Linked DNA regions of Mus musculus: regions 1 and 2 are each linked to region 3. The links are chromatin contacts, called in public HiChIP or PLAC-seq and promoter capture Hi-C maps. All regions are on one chromosome and are shown on one strand. Each heading gives the region's core, a stretch centred on a gene start, on an enhancer-like site or on the middle of the called end of the contact. The rest is flanking DNA. Distances are from core to core; before and after follow the strand shown. Region 1 overlaps Lgr4 (leucine-rich repeat-containing G protein-coupled receptor 4). Region 2 overlaps Lgr4 (leucine-rich repeat-containing G protein-coupled receptor 4). Region 3 overlaps Gm30319 (a long non-coding RNA gene).

Region 1 (3,195 bases), core at 64-2,563, 310 kb after region 3:
TTTTAAAAAGAAAAAGGGGGTGGGGCGGGGCTTCATATTGTTTGCCTTCTCAAAGCTTAGTTGTAAGGCCCCAAGAGATGACAAATAATCACTAAGCAAACAAGAGCATTCCAAAGGGCTTCCGCTATCACTCTTCCCCAGAGCAGGAAATAAAACTATCAATGTCAGAGCTAGCCCTACTTCTCAGACACACCTTGACAAATTCTGATACCATAGCAATCATAAACCAGAGAAATAGTGTCACATTTAAACTGGTCCTTAACATTAATTAAAAGACTGGGTAAATTCCTAGCACAAACTCAAGAAATGACCAGCTTTTAGTTGTCATTTATCAGTGCTCGAAACTGGTGGTAGATAGGAACTGGTCCCTCCCCTGGAGAATGCACTCAGAGCCTTGTGACAGATACACCAAGCCACAACTCCAGCCTGTTTTATTTCTTAAAAGAGACCCACTAAAGAAAGCAGATTCATTCAATGTAATTTCTCCTGTGTCAATTTTTCAAAGATGTTTTTATATTTAAAAATTGTGTGCATTATATTTTCTGAACTTAGTCATTTCCATGTTCCCAGGCTTAATAGACTACCAGGAACAAATATGCATTCAAATATAAGTGTTTTAAATGGGTACACATGCTTCGAATGAAGCATATTTGACAAGACAGGCACTCCACAGCAGGGCTAGCAAACTTTTCTTTGTATAAAAGCCAAGGAGTAGACCTTTCACCTTCTGGATCTCATAGTTTCTTCTGCTAATGATCATTTGTACCACAGCATGAGAAACACAGCTTAAATCAACATGAGGCCTGGCCGTGTTCCCACAATGTTCATAACTATTGGAGGCAAGCTGCAGTCAGCATATGGGCTGGGGATCAGCCTACCCTTGCTCTAATGAAGCACCAAACCTCAAACTTGAAATCAACTAAGTTTCTTCTTTGAAATGATAATCATGTTATTGGCTGAGGACCAGTATCATCGATGAGCTATGACATACCAAAAGTAGTTTCTTTATGAAGTATCACAGGTAAGGGCTAAATGCTGTTTATAAAATGTCAATCATTTTTAAAGTGTTGCTAGTAACATGAAAATCGTTGTGACAGTTTTAATTATCAACTTGACACAGTATGAAATCACTTCAGCAGGGTGTCTCAGTGAGGAATTGTCTAGATGAGGTCAGCCTGTGGGTGTCTTCACAGGGGATTCCCTTGGTTCATTAATTGAGGTGTGAAGACCCATCTACTGTGGGTGGCACCATTTCCTAGGCAGAGAATCTGGGACTGTATCAAGTGGAGAAGGCTAGCCTATTGGCATTCACTGACATCTGTGTGCCCTGGACTGTGGAATGCATGCAGCCAGCCTCTTTCATTCCTTGCCCCTGGCATTCCTGCAGTAACCATAACCTGGAACTGGGAGCCAAGCCAACCCTTTCTCCCTTAAGTTGTTTTTCTCACGGTGTTTTACCACAGCAACAGTAAACCTAAAACAATCATGATATGTGAATTTAGAGCTTGACAGGTCTTTTGTCATTAGTAGTCATACACAAACTTACAGAATCCTTAGGGATGTTAGGCCTTGAAAAGTAGTTTCCTTTATCAGGGAGATTTGATTACGCTGCAATGAACTAAAAAACAAAACAAAAAACAAAAAAACAAACAAAAAAAAAAGGATGGGAGAAAAGAGGTAGGTTAGAGAAAAATTAATAAACACTTTTCTTTGTAGAAAGAAGGAAAATTATATTTTGAAAAATAATATTCTGGATTTTTTTCTAATTTTACATATTTATATGTAATACTGATCTTGTTGAAAGTAAAAACTATAATTTATCTATAAAATGAAAATGTTAAACTGATACTTCATTTGAAGTTATACTGGGAGTTAACTGGTACCCTATCTAAATTCCCACCAGTCTTACAAAGATGTGAGAGAAGAAAGATGACACAGTGAGAGAAGCTTTGAAAACAGGCATAAAATATAGCATAGGGAGGAGAGGGAAGAGCGTAGGAGGAAGGGGAGGGGAGGGAGGGAGGGGAGGGAGGAATATGGAGAGGAGTGGAAAGAGAAAGTGAAAAAGAGAGGAGAAAATAGAAAAGTATTAATATTCCTTCTCATATCGGAGCAGGCTCCACCTGAGCTTCCCTGGCTACATCATATAGGATTCTGGCATCAGATTTGTTTTCCACAGTAGCTAGAGTATATTTTTCTGTTTTCTGATATAACTACCTTTCTCTTACATCTGATAGAATGTCTAATAGCCAGAAGCCTATTTTGTTAGCAGGAAATCACAATTGTTAGAGACAGCAGGATTAGTTCTGTGTCTAAGAACATACCCTCAGATTATTGATATTACAGAGCGAACGAACTAGGAAAAAAATTTAAAATAAATTTAAAACAGTTCCATAATAGAAACATAAAGATTGGATTAACTTCATTTCAAGACACATTTCCCAGGTAATAGAAAAAAAAATCATGAAAGAAATGCTCACTGTACTAAAACATCAGATACAGGACATTTTATTTGCAGAAACATTTGACTATATGAACTTTTGATTTCTTGCAACAATTCACTATTGGTGAATTCACATCAGTGAACTAACAGTAAGCCACAAAAAAAAAAAAAAAAAGAGGTAAGTCAAAGTCAAATGGCCAACTTACATTTCTTCCAATGCACGACAACCATTAAAACTTGGAAGGTCTCTTATATCGTTATAAGATAAGTCCCTAAAAACAACAGAACAACTTATATTAAAAGTGCGATGCCTAGAAGTATTGAAAGCAACATTAAGGTCTTCCAATGAGAATAGCTAAGCAAGAAAGCAAGCTTTGGTTTCGTAGGGCTCCACCACAGAATTGAGAATTTTGAAGTTTAAGTACACAGTGTTGAGTGTAGACTATATATAATATGCTAAAATATATTAAGTTCTGCAACATATATAACTATAACAAGATGTGCATGAAGTCTTTGTTGACTAGCTACAGGTTTTTAGAAATTTTATTTTTTTCTATACATTTTATGTAATATTTTATTCTGTTCTTTAACTAAAATGCTTTGGTATGTTTTTTAGGTCATTTATATGAACTTATGCCAGAGAAGGCACCAGTGGATGTCACTGGGCTTTTCCCTCACTCGCAGTTACCATAGTTAAGTTAGAAAATCCACAATAATATCTAATTAGTCAATCTGTCATTTATTCTGTTACT
Region 2 (3,313 bases), core at 575-3,074, 390 kb after region 3:
TGTGTTCAATTGCTTTTGTCTATCTCCTTCCTTATTTCAGACATCATTCTATGTTCCCTGCACCAAACATAACATATACAATAAACATGTGAAGAAATGACTTTTAAATACTAACATTAGACTGCTAATGCCACTATATCAATTCTGTTAGTTCTCAAAACGTAATGATCTTGTTCACTCTCAGTTAAATCAATTGCTGCTGTGTGTGGGTCCAGAAGGACCAGGCTGGAAAAACAAGGGAAACGCATTTACCATCTATCTGGCAGCACAAGCTGTAACAGCACGAGTCAGAAAGAAGTCTCACTAGATGCTGGAGAGTTACCAGCTCTAAGAGGACACCCTCTCTGATGACCTCTCAGTTCCTGCTCTTGACTTACTCTGAGGGTTGAGTATGGTCCTGGGAAAGTTACAGAAACGGCTTTCTCACCTGTGAAAGGGAATGGGAACCAGATAAACTATCTTCTTTCCCCCCTTCTTTCTCCTCCTCACACCCTTCCTTTTTATTTTTTTCTGAGATAGTACCTTTCTATACATATACAGTCCAAGTTGCCTTGAGCTCACATCCTTCTGCCTCCGCTTCCCAAGTGCCTGAATTTATAATCCACCAGGCCCAGCTCCCAGCTCAGGTCCTCCAGTTCTTTAAAGGTGCACTGAGAGGGACTGGAATGGAAGTTCTGAAGGAAGCAAACACTAACAAAAGGATGATGATAACTTACGTAATCCAAAGCTTTAGTACAGAAAAAAAAAAAAAATCAAGACTACAAACAGGTAGATGTAAACATATGCCTGTAAGGGCATTGTCCGTGTATGCCTGCATGCTTTGTGTGTGTGTCTCTCTCTCTCTCTCTCTGTGTGTGTGTGTGTGTGTGTGTGCGCGCGCAGGGGGAGGAGGGGGGAAAGAGAAAGACACTGACTTATCTTTCTCAAGGAATGTCTTCATGTGGGAAGAGTGGAACTTATATAAAAAACGGGGCTTCACTTTCACCGCACTATGTGATCTTTCAGGCCCCTTTGTAATCCACAATCTACTTGGCTCAGGACATGTCAAGCAGTGGACCAAACAAAACCCTCTCCAGAAGTAACTCCTGCTCTACGAAATGAATGTTTCCAAATATCTAAGACAGGTGAGGGGGGTGATTCATCTCCTGCAGGACAGCACTGGAAGACAGTGGTGTAAAACTCACTCAACCAAATAACCCTGGCTTGGCTTGGCTTTTTCCTTTCCTTTCCTTTTTGGGAAGGACTGAAGTCTCTGTAGCCGCTCTGGCTTTAGTACTGCAGGTGACCTCCAGATCTGCAGGTATGAAGCCCCAGGCCTGGCTATCCTCTGATCTTATGAGTCAAGCCCAACAGGTCCTCCTGCAAAGCTGCGCCTCTCCTCCCCTGTGATGGCAGCCCTCACACAAGCACACCCCATTAGGCTTCTGGGTTTTATAAATGGTCAAGAGAACATCTATCAGAGAGTGAGTGTCATTAGGAGAGCCACGGACACCACATGGGAAACACGCGGTGACATTCGTAACGAGCAAGTTAACAGCAGGAAGATGGCAAGGATTTCTCTGAAAAGCCAGAGAGACTGCAGACCTCTTCAGGCCAATGTAATGTAAGTGAAACAAAAACAAACAAACAAACAAAAGTTAACACTTCCAGGAGAGAGAAAGAAAAGGGGGGAAAAAAAAGCACCTTTAGAATCAGCAAGCAAATGGCTCTCCAGGATGGCGCTGGCAATCACCAAAACTCTGAAATCATGACCACAGACCCTACCATGAATAGCCCTGCTGCTAAAGGAGAAAGTGTGCATAGATCCAACCGGAACTCATGAAGTCTGTAAAATATTAACAGCTTAATAAACATCAGCTCACACTATCAACAAACACAGTGCTCAAGTCAACTAAAGAGTACCAACTAAATTAATCCCAAGCTGAGTAAATGAAATGCCCCCGGGGGGCGGGGGGAAGGCTCATGGGTGATTCGCTTTTATGCTGACTTCCCTATAAAAACATCTTCCCCAGGAGAGACAGGAAATTCCAGTGAGTGAAAAGGGGCAGCTATAGGAAAGCGCCCCACCGCACACTCCGGTTTTCGTCTCCCTCAAGGCTTCGCTTTAAAGCAGCACACTGAGAGACCTGCTCCTTGAGAAACAGAAGAGTGAGTCTGCAGCAGCCGCGACCCTCTTATACCACATATACACGGTAAGAGAGGAAGTCAGTCAAAATGCCCACTCACTATCCAGTGACTGGGGCTCTCTGCTGGTGCTCAACATCAGACTTCTGCATTCCCTCAGGTTTTGTTTCCTTTAAACATTTACTAGCAGATATCTGCTGTACAAAAGAACAGACCTCATTATGATATTTTCATACACACATACACTGTACCTTACTGTACCTTGATCTTGCTCAGTCCCCCACCCCTCCCACGTCTTCCCTCTGAGGTCAAGTCTTTTGAATGCAGATAAATAAAAAGCAGGAGTTAGAGTGAGAGGGAGTGAAAATGAGAGAGGCTGATACTTCTCAAAACAAAACAAAAAAAAATCTGCTACAAATAAAAGCCTGCATCATACACATGAGTGCAAAGATGTTAACACTAGGTGCCCTAATCCAGTCAGTCTCCCACAAATACAGATGTGTAGGGGTGTTTTAGGGGCTTTAGAGAATGCTTTCTTTTCCTCTAATAACCTAAAACTTTGCGCTTTTTTTTAACACTTCTTTTGTGTGTGTGCTTGTGTACCTGTGCATGCCCTGTGCCATGGGTGTGTGCTTGTGTACCTGTGCATGCCCTGTGCCATGGCTCCCATGTGACATCCAGGGACAACTTGCAAGAAGGAGTTATTTCTCTCCCTCCTACGTGTGGGTTCCACAGATGGAACTCGGGCTGTATGTAAGGTCTGATGGCATGTGCCCTTACCACCGAGCCATCTCACCAGCCCTGACATTTTCCCCCACTCTTTACTCTTATGATAAACTATCAAACACCCAAGCAAACAGCACAGAGGAGCAAATGAGTACAGAGCGCCCGAGCATCCAAACCAACACTCACTAAGTATGGATGTTTGAGCAAATTACCTAATCCTTACAAATCTCACTTTGCTAAGCCATAAAATACGAACCCTTTAGATGGGACCTAAATGCCTATTTTAGAAATTATAGTCAGCACATAAAACATGCCTAATGCAGAAGGCAGATCCAGCAATTCCTCACCAAAACTCCATTTTTTTTTTCAAAACTCATACTTTTCAAACACAGATACCCAAACAATCCAAAGAGTTCACTGTTGGTAAAATGTTTTATAATGGTCACTTCTGCACCTGTCTTCA
Region 3 (3,334 bases), core at 832-3,331:
CCCTTGCACAATGCTTCCTGAGCCTTATATGTAGGGGTTGTGTTACAAATGTACTAATGGGGTGAGTATCCATGGTAAGTTGGTGACTACACTTTGACCCGCTAAATCTTTCAAATGATCAAAGCATCTTATTTTTAAGGTAAAATTTACTATATCTCAATGTGTTCCACGTTTGCTCTTCCTATCTATGACTTAATACATTTGAAGTCTGTTTATGATTATATGATTAATAAGGGCTTTCAAATATTTGGACCATTTAAAAATATTCCAGCTTTTCTCCTTCTAAAAACACAAGAGTCTTAATCTCCTTCAAGAAAAGCATGATTAACTGAGAATGGATCTATAATGGGTCACTTGCAAGTGTGAGTCTATAAACGTCATGCATAATTGTCCATGCTTGCTTTCCAAGCTCTGTCACAAGTACTGAGATTTCATCAACCTTGGGTATCATGCAGGTTCTCCAGGATTCCTGTGTTGGGAATGAGGCTTATGTGAACAATGCCCTCACTATGGTAAGCCCCTAAGCTGTTTCAGTATTACTGTTATCACCATATCCAACCTATTCTAACTCATATTAAAAATAGAAATGTCTAGATTGTTCCCTTATGGCGTCTGGTTTTATGCTAGCTTGCAAGCATCCCATGTTCATCATTTATAAGATCAGATCATTGAATCAGAAAATATCTTAAGCTTTTCCAAGTCACAAATCATATTTGTGAACCTGCCGATGATTTCCCCCGACTGCTTCAAAATGATGTTCATATTTACAAATCTGCTTTTCCATTCAGCCATCTATCCAAATGAGTTTTCAAGATGTTTATTTTTCTCATCATGGGTTCTCCTTTTTTGAAGTTCTTTTGGAGAAATTACTAGTTTTTACTAGCAAAGTAAGACTCGCAGACAAGAGCTTTGACATGTTTAGAAGCCATTCATTCTCCTATGTGTCAGGTAAAGTATCAAGCATGAAGAAGCTGTTCATATAAGGTTGGAAAAGCAGCCATGAAACATAATAATTTAGGAGGAAAAACCCTCTCTGAAATCTGGATACCTGCAGCTATAAAAGACAAAGAAAACAGCAGTGCTTATATAACTCATCAACCAATGGGCTAGAAATTACACCTAGAAATTACTTCTCACAAAGAAGGTTTTATGGAATTAGACAAATTTCTGAGAGCACCACTGAATCTTCTGCACTTCCTTGTTTTGTACACACTCATTTTCGAAACTTAAAACATTCCTCACAGAGGGCAACATACGGAATAACTAAATCTCAAGTTTTAATTCAGAGCCCTTTTTCTGTTACTGTCTTGGGAAACAAAATACAGCTGAGAACAAAGTCAGAGCCTAAAAACAAACTTTCCTTCCCTGGACTCAGATAACAGACATGTAGCCAAGTGGAATTTTACCAATCTTTCTAAAAAGAGTAACGCAGTGTGAGCCTTGCTCCCTTGGGGACTTCATGAAAATGAGATGTCTACCACTGGCGTTCTCTAAGAAAAGGCTCTGATTTAAAGGCAAATGCAGAAAATTGCAGACATCTATGAACAGCTTAAACTAAAAAGCTTGAATTTTCCCCAAAGATGATAATAAAAAAAATTAAAATTTACTTGATGCCTATGATTCATTCTTTCAGCAACATTTATTGGTTGTAAATAAAGTGCCAAGAATTGTGCTAGATTTCTTCAAATGCTTTCTCTCCTTTAGTCAAGCAAGATGTGAAGTACAGATTAATTTGTAGATTGATGATGTGCCTAGAGTCACATGATTAACAGACCTTTTATATGAGAGGTGTTTAAAAGAGCGTGCTGTGTGCTGGTATTTTCTATGCACTAAGGCGGAGCATTAGGAGCTCATGATAGGAGTACTGATTAAGGTCATTATACCATATGGACAAAAGCTTACAATTTAAACATTAATGCTCTGGAGTCAATTCTTACATGTTTGAGAAAACTAATTATACACCAGTCTTCCCAAATTTCCATTTAACATTATGTTAGTAGACTAAAATAAGTCAGCCTAGCTTCATTTTGATCTTTGATCACAATAAACAGCAAACACTACAGTGGAGTGAATGTTTGCTTTCATGTTTGTTTTCCAAGAGACTCTAGTTAAGCATTTACTAGTATGGCATTGTTTATATAACATGACTAGTAAATATGTTCCGTCCTTTAAAGTTGAAAAGTACCTTCATTATAGCCTTTATTCCAAGATTCTTTATGTTCTAGACCAAAATTTGTCAGAGTAGTGAAGGAACCATTCTTTAGATCCCAGTCCTCAGACTGAAGCCTGAAATCCTAGATTCTTCCACATCTCTTCACATTCCAGTTTCCATCACACACTAAGAAATTCAAATGAGTCCATATTTCTCTAACTTCATCTATCTAAATAACACATAAATATAGATTGGCCTTGACTATCAACTTACACACATCTACTAAAGGTGTAGCACTTCTGTGGACAGAAGAAAGGGAATGAATTCTCACAGACCAGAGAAGCATACACAAGTCTTTAGAAACCTAGTGTATCTTGTACTGTATTCTATAACATTACCTAGAGTAGAGAGGTGATGTAGACTCTGGGCCAGGTCCTTTGGTCCAACAGATTAAACCAGCCTTTCTGTCATGGTGTGATGGAATCCTGCTGAAGAACAAGGTCCATGTTACTGGTTGCGAGTGCTTAATGTAAGAACAGTGCCAAATCTGCACAAGGCCCTTGTGGAAGTCCTAGTCCACTGACAGATGACCTAGACAAACATTTCTGCATATAGAAACACTATTTTAAACATCAAATTGCCTATTTTAACCATAATATCAATACATTTTGTTCATTAGCAGGTTGCTGGGGGGTTTTTTCTCACAAAATTCTTCAAAGTTAAATGACTAAAATTTCAGAACTTGCTTATTAAGTTTTAATTCTCAAAAATAACTACTAACAGTTATTGATCACAAAGTAATTATTATTGGAAAGACTCAAAGGTGTTTCTGGTAAGTGTTACAGCTCTAAGGCTTCCCTGGTTATAGTTCTGCTCCAGGCCAGGTGGTAAAAGGTTTTCCAAAGTGTTACAGCTCTGCTCCAGCTGAGGAAGGTTTCCCCAAAGAATTACAACTCTGAAGGGTAAAGTATCCTATCAATGGGGAGCCAAGAAATACCACAAAATCATACCACACACCGAACCTCATACAAAAGACTTATTGGGAGAAAAGAACCCAGGAGGGTGGCTGCCTCTGCTTGGGCAAGAGAATAGAGCAAAAGACAGTTTATATAGGGTTTCCTGGGTGCGGGTATTTCCAGGAAAGGGATTGGTGAGATTTCAAGTTGAGAGCTTAGGGCAAAT

What was found. HiChIP or PLAC-seq counts read pairs in DNA pulled down with a chosen protein or histone mark. Capture Hi-C pulls out chosen DNA fragments and counts their contacts.
Region 1: a promoter capture Hi-C map of liver shows a contact between it and region 3. The contact joins two enhancer-like sites. A contact is called at or near these places in 1 of 39 promoter capture datasets (liver), 1 of 115 datasets of contacts at active chromatin or transcription factors (hepatocytes) and 2 of 9 other capture datasets (liver and pancreatic islet).
Region 2: an H3K27ac HiChIP or PLAC-seq map of hepatocytes shows a contact between it and region 3, with 3 times the contacts expected there. The contact joins two enhancer-like sites. A contact is called at or near these places in 5 of 39 promoter capture datasets (the C10 cell line, cranial neural crest, frontonasal cranial neural crest and 1 more), 3 of 484 Hi-C or Micro-C datasets (all in liver), 1 of 115 datasets of contacts at active chromatin or transcription factors (hepatocytes) and 2 of 9 other capture datasets (adipose tissue and pancreatic islet).

What each region holds. Positions count from the first base shown.
Region 1 is chr2:110,002,974-110,006,168 of GRCm38.p6, reverse strand. Lgr4 (leucine-rich repeat-containing G protein-coupled receptor 4) reads right to left here. Exons shown (of 18, transcript NM_172671.2): 12 at 2,650-2,715; 13 at 1,547-1,618. Among named protein-coding and RNA genes, the nearest start is that of Ccdc34, 13 kb to the left of the region's middle. Within about 2 kb of position 1,313, at least 20 of the 459 cell types and tissues checked have an H3K27ac peak or open chromatin away from gene starts, as enhancers often do. A contact at or near this core is called in hepatocytes and liver, where this site is marked.
Region 2 is chr2:109,931,237-109,934,549 of GRCm38.p6, reverse strand. The region is part of intron 1 of Lgr4 (leucine-rich repeat-containing G protein-coupled receptor 4); the gene reads right to left. Among named protein-coding and RNA genes, the nearest start is that of Lgr4, 15 kb to the right of the region's middle. Within about 2 kb of position 1,824, at least 35 of the 459 cell types and tissues checked have an H3K27ac peak or open chromatin away from gene starts, as enhancers often do. A contact at or near this core is called in hepatocytes and liver, where this site is marked.
Region 3 is chr2:110,318,213-110,321,546 of GRCm38.p6, reverse strand. Gm30319 (a long non-coding RNA gene) reads right to left here. Exons shown (of 5, transcript XR_003953886.1): 2 at 2,551-2,637. Among named protein-coding and RNA genes, the nearest start is that of Bbox1, 14 kb to the right of the region's middle. Within about 2 kb of position 2,081, at least 5 of the 459 cell types and tissues checked have an H3K27ac peak or open chromatin away from gene starts, as enhancers often do. A contact at or near this core is called in hepatocytes and liver, where this site is marked.